Linked DNA regions of Macaca mulatta: region 2 is linked to region 1. Evidence: chromatin contacts called from public Hi-C data. All regions are on one chromosome and are shown on one strand. The core of a region is the stretch at or near the end of the contact, and the rest is flanking DNA. Distances in the headings are between cores, read along the strand shown. Region 1 overlaps PBX3 (PBX homeobox 3). Region 2 holds the start of PBX3 (PBX homeobox 3).

Evidence for each region. A called contact is a pair of places that touch in the nucleus more often than the background predicts.
Region 2: a Hi-C map of fetal cortex germinal zone shows a contact between it and region 1, with 4 times the contacts expected there. The contact joins the promoter of PBX3 here to the enhancer-like site in region 1. A contact is called at or near these places in 2 of 14 Hi-C or Micro-C datasets (fetal cortex germinal zone and fetal cortical plate).

The regions. Positions count from the first base shown.
Region 1 is chr15:21,848,848-21,854,294 of T2T-MMU8v2.0, forward strand. The region is part of intron 2 of PBX3 (PBX homeobox 3); the gene reads right to left. Among named protein-coding and RNA genes, the nearest start is that of PBX3, 140 kb to the right of the region's middle. Within about 2 kb of position 2,649, at least 2 of the 40 cell types and tissues checked have an H3K27ac peak or open chromatin away from gene starts, as enhancers often do. A contact at or near this core is called in fetal cortex germinal zone, where this site is marked.
Region 2 is chr15:21,991,680-21,996,907 of T2T-MMU8v2.0, forward strand. PBX3 (PBX homeobox 3) reads right to left here and starts at 1,658. Exons shown (of 9, transcript XM_015116821.3): 1 at 995-1,658; 2 at 7-80. The coding sequence starts at 1,194. It overlaps LOC144335117 (a long non-coding RNA gene), which reads left to right and starts at 2,732. Exons shown (of 2, transcript XR_013405564.1): 1 at 2,732-3,244; 2 at 4,877-5,060.

The DNA.
Region 1 (5,447 bases), core at 1,399-3,898:
TCACACAGCAATCACTATCTGAAATACTTGATCTATCAGTGGTAAAAATGAATAAAGGTTATCTGTCTTAATTGTAGGACCATCCATTAATTCATAAAACTCTTATGTGAATAAATACTTAATGGGAAAAGGGAAAAAATACACAAAACAGTTTTTATGCTGGTTTTTTCCATTCTGCTGCTGTCCTTTCTCCTGCATTTGCCTAAAGGCTCTCAGTAAATTACACTTCCAGTAAATGACTGTAATTTACCCGTTGAATTCCCTTGTTCAGGAAAAGCACAAAAACACATTCCAGCATTTCCACAGCTCAAATTTACCATTCGGGATGTCAAGAACAATCCACGGGCAGTAATTTCAAACTGTTTGAACCTTCAAATGAGGGAAATTAGAAATGTTTTGAGAGCTAAGATTTTCAGTGAGGAGATAAAAACCTGATAAAAATCTCTTAACTGTTCTGTTCCTTTCTTCCCCCTCCCATATCAGAGGCAGAGGCCTATATAAACCATTCCACAGTGGGTTTTGAGACAGTGCTATAGAATATAGCATTAACAATATAAGTCAAATTTACATTTTCTAGAATAGTTTTTAATAACACATAGTACATTAATGTCACACTTAATATTAAAAACATAGATCCTGCTATACACTTTTTAATCACAACTGTTTCCCCATGCACTATCTACCCATCATTCAAAATAACTTCCTCCAGTACAACTTACATGAGCAAAGTTGCAAGGACTCAGGGCCCCAGGGATACCTAGCAGTCACTATTAACATCATTTTTATAAACAAGAACAAAGACTTTCTGTTTGGTTACATTTCAATACAGCGAAATCCCATGTACAAAGAAATGTAAACATTTACATGGGCCAAACTTGAATGGAATCATTTAATATTTTAATATTTATCACAGGCCAACATATAGAATAAACCAGCACAATCCCCAATGTAAACACTTATTGCTGTAAAACACACACATACACACACACACACACACACACACACACACATCCCCTACAGTTAAGAACATTCAATAACCAAAACAGCCTATTTCACTGTGTCTAAAGGCAGGTTTTCATATGGCAAAATGGTTATAAATCCTCATTATCCTAAATAAAATTACAGCACTTTAAACATTTCCAGGGAGAACATTCTCTCTTCTAAACAACTACCTTCGCGAGTAATAGGAAGCAATATGGTTGCACTTGTGTCACAGTTGGAAGCCTTTTTAAACTGTCGCCCTGCTAGCAAACCGATTCTACATATTAAAATGAATGTGTTGCTTATTTCAAGGGGAAAAATCATTTATAAAATCAAGACCATTATTAGGATATCGTGACTTACATCCTCTTTAAAGTGAACCAGAAGTACAGATGGGAATAATCTATATATGTACATATAACTTCACTCTCTACCAATTTGGTCTTACAAGAAAAGATATTCTTGAAAAAAGAGGCTTTGCATATTTAACATTTAATAACCTAAATAGCCTATTGCCCTAAATATTTATGATCACAAACCATAAAGAAAAAAAAACCTAAATTTCCTTTCTAGGACAAAAGATGAAGTCATTACAAATATCTCCAACTAAATGATAGAACTTTATAAAAGCAATACTATGTATGTATTTTTATCTACTTTATCTGACAAATGCATCCTTTTCTCAAGAGTTGTGTTGGTATCAAGGAGCACCCTACTTATTATAATAGCTGTATGACTGTAACAGATTCATAATCTGGGTTACTTTAATAGTTGACCTAAGCTGAACTTGTGTGCCCAACTTCTTGTTGTGCCCTGAAGTGCAAAGAGAAAAACGAATGATAAACATTATAATTCAATGGGTAAATGTATTTCTCATGCTCAAATTTGTAATTAATTATGAAAATATACTGAAAGTCATAATGATACTTCTTTCTACGTGCTTTTATCTAGGTATACAATAGCCATATGATTTTTTTAATTCCCCATAGATGATGAAAGAAGTTATGCATCCCCAAATAAAGGATCATAAACATCTCTTACAAGGTACTTACAGGGAAGTGCTGCTCTCTATGCAGTGGTTGCTTTGCTTGTTTATAAAATACTCTTTTTAGATTCTTCCACACTAGCATTTGTTAGCATTTAGTGTGAATGATTTAAAATTTTTACAGTCTCAGTCTTTCCTACATTTGGAGTATGTAGTCAATGAATATTTCCTGTATAATGTGTACTACCCATTGCTTAACTGGGAAAGACAACTAGTAATAAAGTAATTAACTCCTCAACCAAGAGAGTATAGGTTCTGTTGTTCTTGATTGAAATTTTCTCAATTTCTAGACAATCACATTATCTGCTTCATAATTGCAAACCTGGATGAATTGTTTCTAAAAGTTGCATCATGGCTCATGCCAATAGAACCTATGAATGCATAAAAGCTCCTGTTTCTAATGTCACTGTTATCAAGCCAAAAACAATTACACTCATTTGAGTTATGGCAACCAATAAACTTAGATAATCACCATATGCAACACAACATTTTGGCACTTGAACTTAAAACTCTTGTAGACAACTATAGATTGCTTCTAATGCAGAGCACTCTTGTCCTACCCAAGGCTGCCAATAGAAATGCCAAAGCTGCTGAATACTGCGCATCCTAGTAATGCTGTCAGTAAATGGCACGTTCACACAGCCCCCAATCCTCTCTTCCCAGGCATGGTCTTCTCCAGCTGCAGCTTAATTTCCTGTGACTTGCCTAATTACTGTAATTAAGGATTAATTGCCATTAATTATTCACACATAAGCTCATCGCAAATCATGGGGTAAATGTCTTATGAAAGCTGCCATACAAGCCATGTATAAACACACTGGGATGCTTCAGGCAGGCGAATCTATCACTCAGCCCTCAAGCAAATCTCTGTGCTTCTCTTACAAAAACAGCTATAACTCTCAGAAACTCGACAGTCCTTTCAGGTAAGCATTAGGTTACAAAGCATGTTTTCCTGTGGAAGCCACAACGGTTTTATTAGTACTATAAATGCTGTTTTATCTTTCCAACTGCTATTTTTATGTTTCCATTTTTATTCTACAGTGCTCAGTTTAGGACAACCACTTGCTTCAAGGAGGAATGTTTGCAGTTGCTACATTCCCCATCACAGTTTGAAATAGTTCCATGTGGTTTACAACATATGACCATGCAACTGGGATCAGCATGCCAAAAAAAGAAAAAATTTAAAAAAAGTCAAGAGATCAGCTACGCAACTAGGATGGAAACCATTTGATTTTAAAAATTCACAATTTTGTCCTTGGTGTAAAAAAGTCATAGCATATATTTAGTTGTTGCTAGGGTGTTCCTTATAAGGAAGGTTACCAACTTGGCCATGAAAAAAAGTATCACTGACAAGAATGATTGAAAATGGCAAGAAAACAAAATAGCCTCGTATAGATTACTTTTGTATTAGTTAGGTTCACTGTTTTCATGACAGCATCTGGTATTTTCACAATTACAAAATACAGACATCATTTCTTTGCCAAGCTAGAAAAGAAACTGTTTAAGTATTTCTGATGGACCCTGAGCTGATGAGAGAACTTAAATTGATGAGAGAACTAGAAACTGTAAGCCTAACACCTTTTTCTAGTTACGTAAGTTTACCATGTTTGAATGTTTTAAAACACTAGAATTCATTTTAACAACAGAATAAACGATTGTATATATTAAAAGACTTAAACTACATCAACACTATGTATTATCGCTGCCCTAGGAAATTTAAATCTAAGTAGGCAGAATGTTATTCTAATTGTTATGTTAGTTCCTTCTGCAGCAAATTAATGTATGAAACATTTTCATTTTGGTACATGTTTCTGTGTCTTCAGTTAAACATTTATGTAAATGGACCTTCTGTCAGATTTCTAATGTTGCAAATACTTCTCTAAAACAGCAACTTTTCAAATACATCATTTAAGAGTTCTTTTCCCCATTTTCTGCAGTGCTTGAAATGGGGGTATATAGCGACTAAAGTAATTTCAGTTTAAAACCTAAGTTTAAAAAACACAGCTTGAATAACTACAGACCATATCTACATGCAGGCAAAATACCAACTAAGCTTACAGAGCCATGGGCTATCCAAAATGAAGAAACTCAATATATAACTTCTACCGTCTAATATCTAATTGACAACATCCAAGTCTTAAGATGAAAGAATAAACTCCTTCATTCTTTGGTTCTAAATTCAATTCTAAATCTGTTGAAGTGTGCATGATTTCTGTAGTGATCACAGAGCATGTTTCCAGTAACCTATAGAGCCTTCTTTACAAATACCCAACCACTCACTTAAAAAATAGAACCAATGTTAAAGACCAGGCAGCTGAAACTACAAAATGAGAGAAGCAGCTCAGCTCTTATATATTTAACTTCTATTGCCCTCCTAAGTAATGAGAGATACACAAAGCCTGATAAAACTCTTCATTTGAGACACAAGTCTTTTTTTGTAACATTAGATTTCTAAAACTGAAATAATGTTTACAAAGTTCTAAACTTTTTCATTGCTGAATTACATCTGTAATCCAAAATTGCAGACTGGAATTTAGTAAAAATAAAAAAAAAATTTCCAGACAGGTTCTCCCTGTCCCCCATGCTGCAGTGCAGTGATCACAGCTCACTGCAGTCTGAAACTCCTGGGTTCAAGCAACCCTCCCACCTCATCCTCCATAGTAGCTAGGATTACCAGCATGAGCCACCACACCTGGCTATTTTTTAATTTTCATTTTATTTTTTATTATGTATTTATTTATTTTGCAGAGATGCAGTCTCATTATGTTGCCCAGGCTGGTCTCGAACTCCTGGCCTCAAATGATCTTCCTGTCTCAGCCTCCCCAAGTGCTGGGATTGAAGGCTGGGATTATAGGCATAAACCATTGCACCCAGCCCTTGGTAAATACTTAATGATAATGGATCCTCCCAAATCCACCCAATTGGCCTACTCCTCCCCAAAAAAACATTAGAGTAGGAAATTATTAAGGCTCTTAAGGATTTGTAAGTCTAGACTCAAATAAGGATTTCTATACATCTAAGTAATCATTTTAAAATTTGGCTTTGGGAGGCCAAGACAGGAGCATCACTTGAGGGCCAGGAGTTCCAAGATGCAGGAGCTACGGTTGTGCTACTGCTACACTCTAGCCTCGGACATAGCGCAAGACCCTGTCTCGATTTTTAATAATTAAAAATAATACTAATAATGATAATAAAATAGTAAAAAAGTAAAAATTTGGAAACTAAATCAACAGGGAGATTCACAAAAATTGATTCTGGTAGAAATGTATAATTATATTGCCAGTGATTATGTAAAACTAAATTAAATTGGTGACGAGTTTTTATTATTGTTTTTAAATTCTACCAAAAGTTCAGTACTTTAACTTAGCTGTCAATTTACCAACTAATTCCTATACTCCTATCCTACAGTCAGCAGCCAATG
Region 2 (5,228 bases), core at 408-2,907, 140 kb after region 1:
TCTTACCTGTTTTCTCTTTGATCTCACACAGGACGCTGAAGAGCGCTGGTTTCATTCTGTGACAGTTCAGGGCATGTTTCCTAAAAAACAAATAACAAAACACAAAGGTATTAGCATCACCTATGGAATAATATGGCGCCTTCCTTTAAGTTAGACCCAAGATTTAATTCCAGCCCCCCCTTTCTGGAAGGCCCTTTTGAACCGTGGGAAGTCAACAGAAACTCCAGTTGACTAGTTCCCGACAGCCTTGTGCAAGCCCCGGCGGCGAAAGCTGCAGCCGGAACGAGGCGGACCCATCTGCCCGGCAGGCAGCAGCCTCGGCCACCGCAGACGCGAACCCGCGCGGGGAGCCTCGCCCCAGGGGCAGACGAAGGCGACCCGGAGGAGGGGACGAGAGCGGAGGGGCTCCCGCGTCCGCTCCTGGGCAGAGGGAGCCAGCGCGACGCTGCCAGTCGGCCGACTGCGGCCAGCAGGAGGGGGACAGCTCGGCAAAGTTTGCAAGGCGGCCCTCCCTCCCCAAGAACTTGGCCGTCCGCACCCGGACCCGCCAGGAAATCGCCCATCGCCCAGCGCCGGGCCCGGGTGGCCGCCCGCATCGCGAGGTCGTCCCGCGGCCACGGGAGCCGGCGCCTGGACTCCCGGCCGGAGAAGAAAGTTGCACTTCCCGGCGGCACGGCCCGCACGGGGGTCGGGGCGGGAGGTTTAAATCCGTGGGAGGGGGCCGGGCTGCGAGGGGCAGGACGGGGAAAAGGACGCCACGGAATCCGCGCCGCCCCGAGTCTGTCCCGAGCCCCCCAGAGCAACTTTGCCGACTCCCGCCCGCTTCGAGGGGCGCGGGCAAGTCCCCCCGAGGCCGGGGCGGGCGGCCGGCTTTCGGAGAAAGTTCCCCGCCGGGGGCTGCGGCCCTGGCCCCGGGCGCCACCCCGGGCCCCGACTCCGCCGCGGGCCCGGCTCCCGCACACACACAAAAGATGCTTAATGAGACGACACCAACTTTGCTTGCGCCTCGTCCAAGCTCTGGTCGGTGATGGTCATGATCTGGTGGAGGATGTCGCCGATGTCCTGCTTCCTGCCGTCGCCGTCCGCCCCTTCGTGGCCGTGCGGGGGAGGCGGCAGGGCCATGCCCCCCTGCACCGAGTGGCCGGCCAGGTTCACCCCGGCCAGAGTCTGCAGCATCCTGGATTGATCGTCCATCCCGCCGCGCGCGGGCGGGAGCGGGCGGCGGCTGAGGCGAAGGCTGAGGCGGCGGCGGCGGCGGCGGCGGCGGCGACGAGGGAGGAGAAGAAAGAGGGGGAGGGGGAGGGGGAGGCGGCCGCGCGCTCCCCGCCCGCGCGGGGAGGGGGCGGCCCGGCAGGCAGGGCCCGCGGCTGAGGCGATGCGGACGGGCGCCCGGCTCCGGCTTCCGCCGCCGCCGAGGCTGAGGAGAAGCGGCGGGCGGAAGCGCCGGGCTCCGCGGCGGTGGCGGAGACCGAGGCGGCGGCGCCCGCTGCCCTCACGCGGCCGCCGTGCCGCCTCCTCGCCGCCGCGCGCCCCGCCGGGCGGCCCCGCGCAACTTGCTCCTCAGCGCCCGCCGAGTTGCCGGGACGCCCGCCGCCCCCCGCGCCAGCCTGCGCACTGCCCTCCTCGGCCGCCGCCGCCGCCTCGGCCGGGCGGGATCCGAGCCCCGGCGGCCCCGGGGGAGGCAGCGGCGGCGGCGGCGGGCGGCGGCGGAGGAGGAGGCCTGCGGGCGGGCCGCGGGGAGCGAGGGGGGCGGAGGAGGAAAGTTTGGGAGCAGGCGGGCAGAGGCGGCGGGGACGCGCAGCCCGGAGGAGGGCCCTGGAGGGCCGCGCGCTGGGCGGACAGCGGATGGATAGGGCGGGAGAAGTCGCCGCCGCCGCCGCCGCCGCCGGAGCCGCGCACCCAGCCAGCAGCCGCCGCGGACCGGGCTGGAAGGCCGCTGGGCCGAGGGATTGACAGGCTGCCAGTGCCACTCACTCACTGCGGCCCGGCGCCGGGGGGAGGGGCGGGGGCCGGCGAGGGCGGGGGAGCGCTCCTCAGACCCCGCCCCCAGGGCGGCGCGCGCGCTCATTGGGTCCTGCGCCTCCCGCCGCCGCCGCCGGCACCGCCCCCCGGTCCCGGACCGTTCCCTCTGGCCCCTGATGCTCCGCTCCTCGGAGTGCGCCGCTGGATCCTTGCTCTAGTCTCGTCACGTCCGAACCCCCCGGGATAGACCGGGCCGGCCCACAAACGCTGTGCCCGCACCCCGACTCCTGCTCCATGCTTTTGACAGTCATGGGAGCGGGGGGTTGTATATGGGACAGGGGGCAACTCGCTCCAAAGCCAACCGTGTGCTCCCCCGCCGCACCCGTGAGCTTCACGCCTCGGACAGCGCCTGGTGCACTTTCCCGCTCTTCCTGTCAGGAGGTGGTGCCCTCTGGGTACCAGGCCGCTCGTCCCGGGCCAATCGCAAAGCGCTTAGAGCCGAATGGGGCGGGACAGAGGCAAGCAAGGGTTGTCCCAATTGGAGCTTTCGAAAGGTCCTGGGCAGAGGCGGGGAAGCGGCGAGTGGGGGCCTAGCCCCGCCTGCGGTCGCCACGGTAACCGAGAGGGCGCAGCTCAGCATTGGCGCCAGCACCGGGGCCTTTCGCTGTCCCGCAATGGGTGACCAGTTGAGGTGGGATCCTGTGATCTCTCACGTGCTTGAAGTCTGAGCTGAGTGGACCTGAGTGCCATAGACTTTCTTTTGCAAGGGGAAATGTGTCAGAGGGAAGCGAGTCTGGGAGGAGGGAAAGTGCCTTCAGTCCAGGACTAATTTCAAGGTTTACAACACTTTACACACTCTGCAACTCCTGATAATCCAGGGACTACTCTTTTGGCAGCATTTGCTATTCGATGCCTCCGGATGCACCGAAGCTGCAAAAACGAGCTCTTCATTACAAAGATACATTTGTTCAGGAAGAGACTGGATTTCACTTGTCAACTTACCCATCACCACGAGTCATTTAATGTTGGTAACGCCGGCCACGATTTTTTGTATCTGTAACACCCCTTCTTCCATTGTATTCTATCTACAAATAACTGAAGGCTCACATTATTTTGGAATATGGACCTCCGCCTCTTGTGGAGACTTGAGATTGCTCTTAAGCTGATTTCCCAAATAGGGGTTTAAATGTGTATTCCCCATTTTAGATTCATGAAGTTCACACTAGATGAGTCCTTTGGTTCGGTGGTTCGGAAAAGTCTCCTTGTTCCTTCCCCAAACTCAGTATGCTGTCTTACCTGAAACCAAAAATAGGGGTATGAGGATATGAAAAATGGCTCTTACTCTGCAGGGTTTAATGTAGGACAAGCAGTTCTTTAAATGCCAGATGGATTCTTGGAATGAAGCAGGCTACTCGGTTCCAGGTTCTTTCCTTCATATGTTGTGTGTACTTTTAAATACTCCCCACTGCAAAGCTAATAGCTAAGCTTACAGTTAGGCAAGCTAAAATCCTTACAAACTGCACAGCTGCTGAGGAGGGAGTTCCAAAAAATCCACTCTGCTTACTTACCTCCAAAGAAGAACCCCCTTCATGTTCATTAATATTCCCTGCTCTTCTCTCCCCCATTGATATGTCAAGTTTCCAATTCTTCTTTCAAGCCCCCATTGTGGGTTACTCATAGTCGTCATTGATTGGGTTTTTCCTTTATTCTTAATTTGTCTTTTAAAGCTGTCACCAGATCCTTAGGCATTTTTGCCAAAAGGCACAGGAGCAAGCGGTCAACCTTTCATAATTCTCCAACGCTGAAGATGCAAAACCACAGAATTCTAACTGAAAGATGTCTTAAATTCTGAGATTCCTTCCAGCTCTAAAATGCAATGATCCTGTGACTCACTATTAGGACTCCTCTCTGCCCTCCTTCTAGACTCATAATCTTGACTAATCAGTCATGAGGATGAGGCTAATTAGCAATGAGGATTTATGGTTATTTCTAGCCCACTCCAAACAATGAGTTATGTAAGTAAAGCAACATATATAAAAATGTAAATAGGTTGGTGGCTCATGCCTGTAATCCCAGCACTTTGGGAGGCCGAGGAGGGCAGATCACAAAGTCAGGAGTTTGAGAGGTCTAGACCACTCCAAACAATGAGTTATGTAAGTAAAGCAACATATATAAAAATGTAAATAGGCCAGTGGCTCATGCCTGTAATCTCAGCACTTTGGGAGGCCGAGGCGGATGGATCACGAGGTCAGGAGTTTGAGACCAGACTGGCCAACATGGTGAAACCCCATCTCTACTAAAAATACAAAAAAATTGTCTGGGCTGGGTGGCAGGCGCCTGTAATCTCAGCTACTCAGGAGGCTGAGGCAGGAGAATCACTTGTACCCAGGAGGCGGAGGTTACGGTGAACCGAGATCATGCCACTGCCCTCCAGCCTGGGTGACAGAGTGAGACTTAGTCTCAAAAAAAAAAAAAAAAGGAAGTAAGTAAGTAAAATTAAAGAAACACTTAAGCAAATAAAGGCAATTGGGAACTATGGGCTATGTAAACAAACCAGAACATAAAAACATAAATTAGAATTAAGAAACCAGTTAGGAAAATGCCAGCAATTAGGAATAAAACAACTTGTTAAACGTCTAACACCCGCAGTTATTTTATGGTACACACCTCTAAACCCATGGTCGTTCAGTGATGTGGAAACTTGATACCATAATTCTGCCTTAAGTGATTGAATTAGACTGACCTTCTGCTTGGGAGTCTTCTCTTTTTGTTGTTATCAGTATGAGTTGCAGTAGAAGCCTGAGGACCCTAGCAAGGATTCCTTCACAGGCTCATTGACAACTGCCATTGATTTAAAGCATAACTTTCTTTAGATTGGTTTCCAAGCCTCAATATAACTGTCAACTAATTGCAGATGCTCCGAGATTCTCTTGTGCTTGTGCCAGTGTCTCATGTAGAATATTGCCTGACCTCTGCTCAACAATCTGAGTCACAAGGTTGATGCCTTCCCAGATGATAGAATAGAAGTTCCCTGAGTACCTGGGTCTGTCTTTGCTGTTTCTAAGGTAGTAATTACTAAAATGTCAAGGGAAATGAAATTGACTTTTGGTGAGCAGACATTCATGTAAAGTTAACAGTGACAAAGTGGTGAAAACCAAGTAGGTGTTCCTTCATGGCCATCCCTTTCTATGAGTTTATATTAACATCACCATTGCCTCTGTCATCAATATGGTGACTATCACAGCACATGCCATTATTGAGCACTT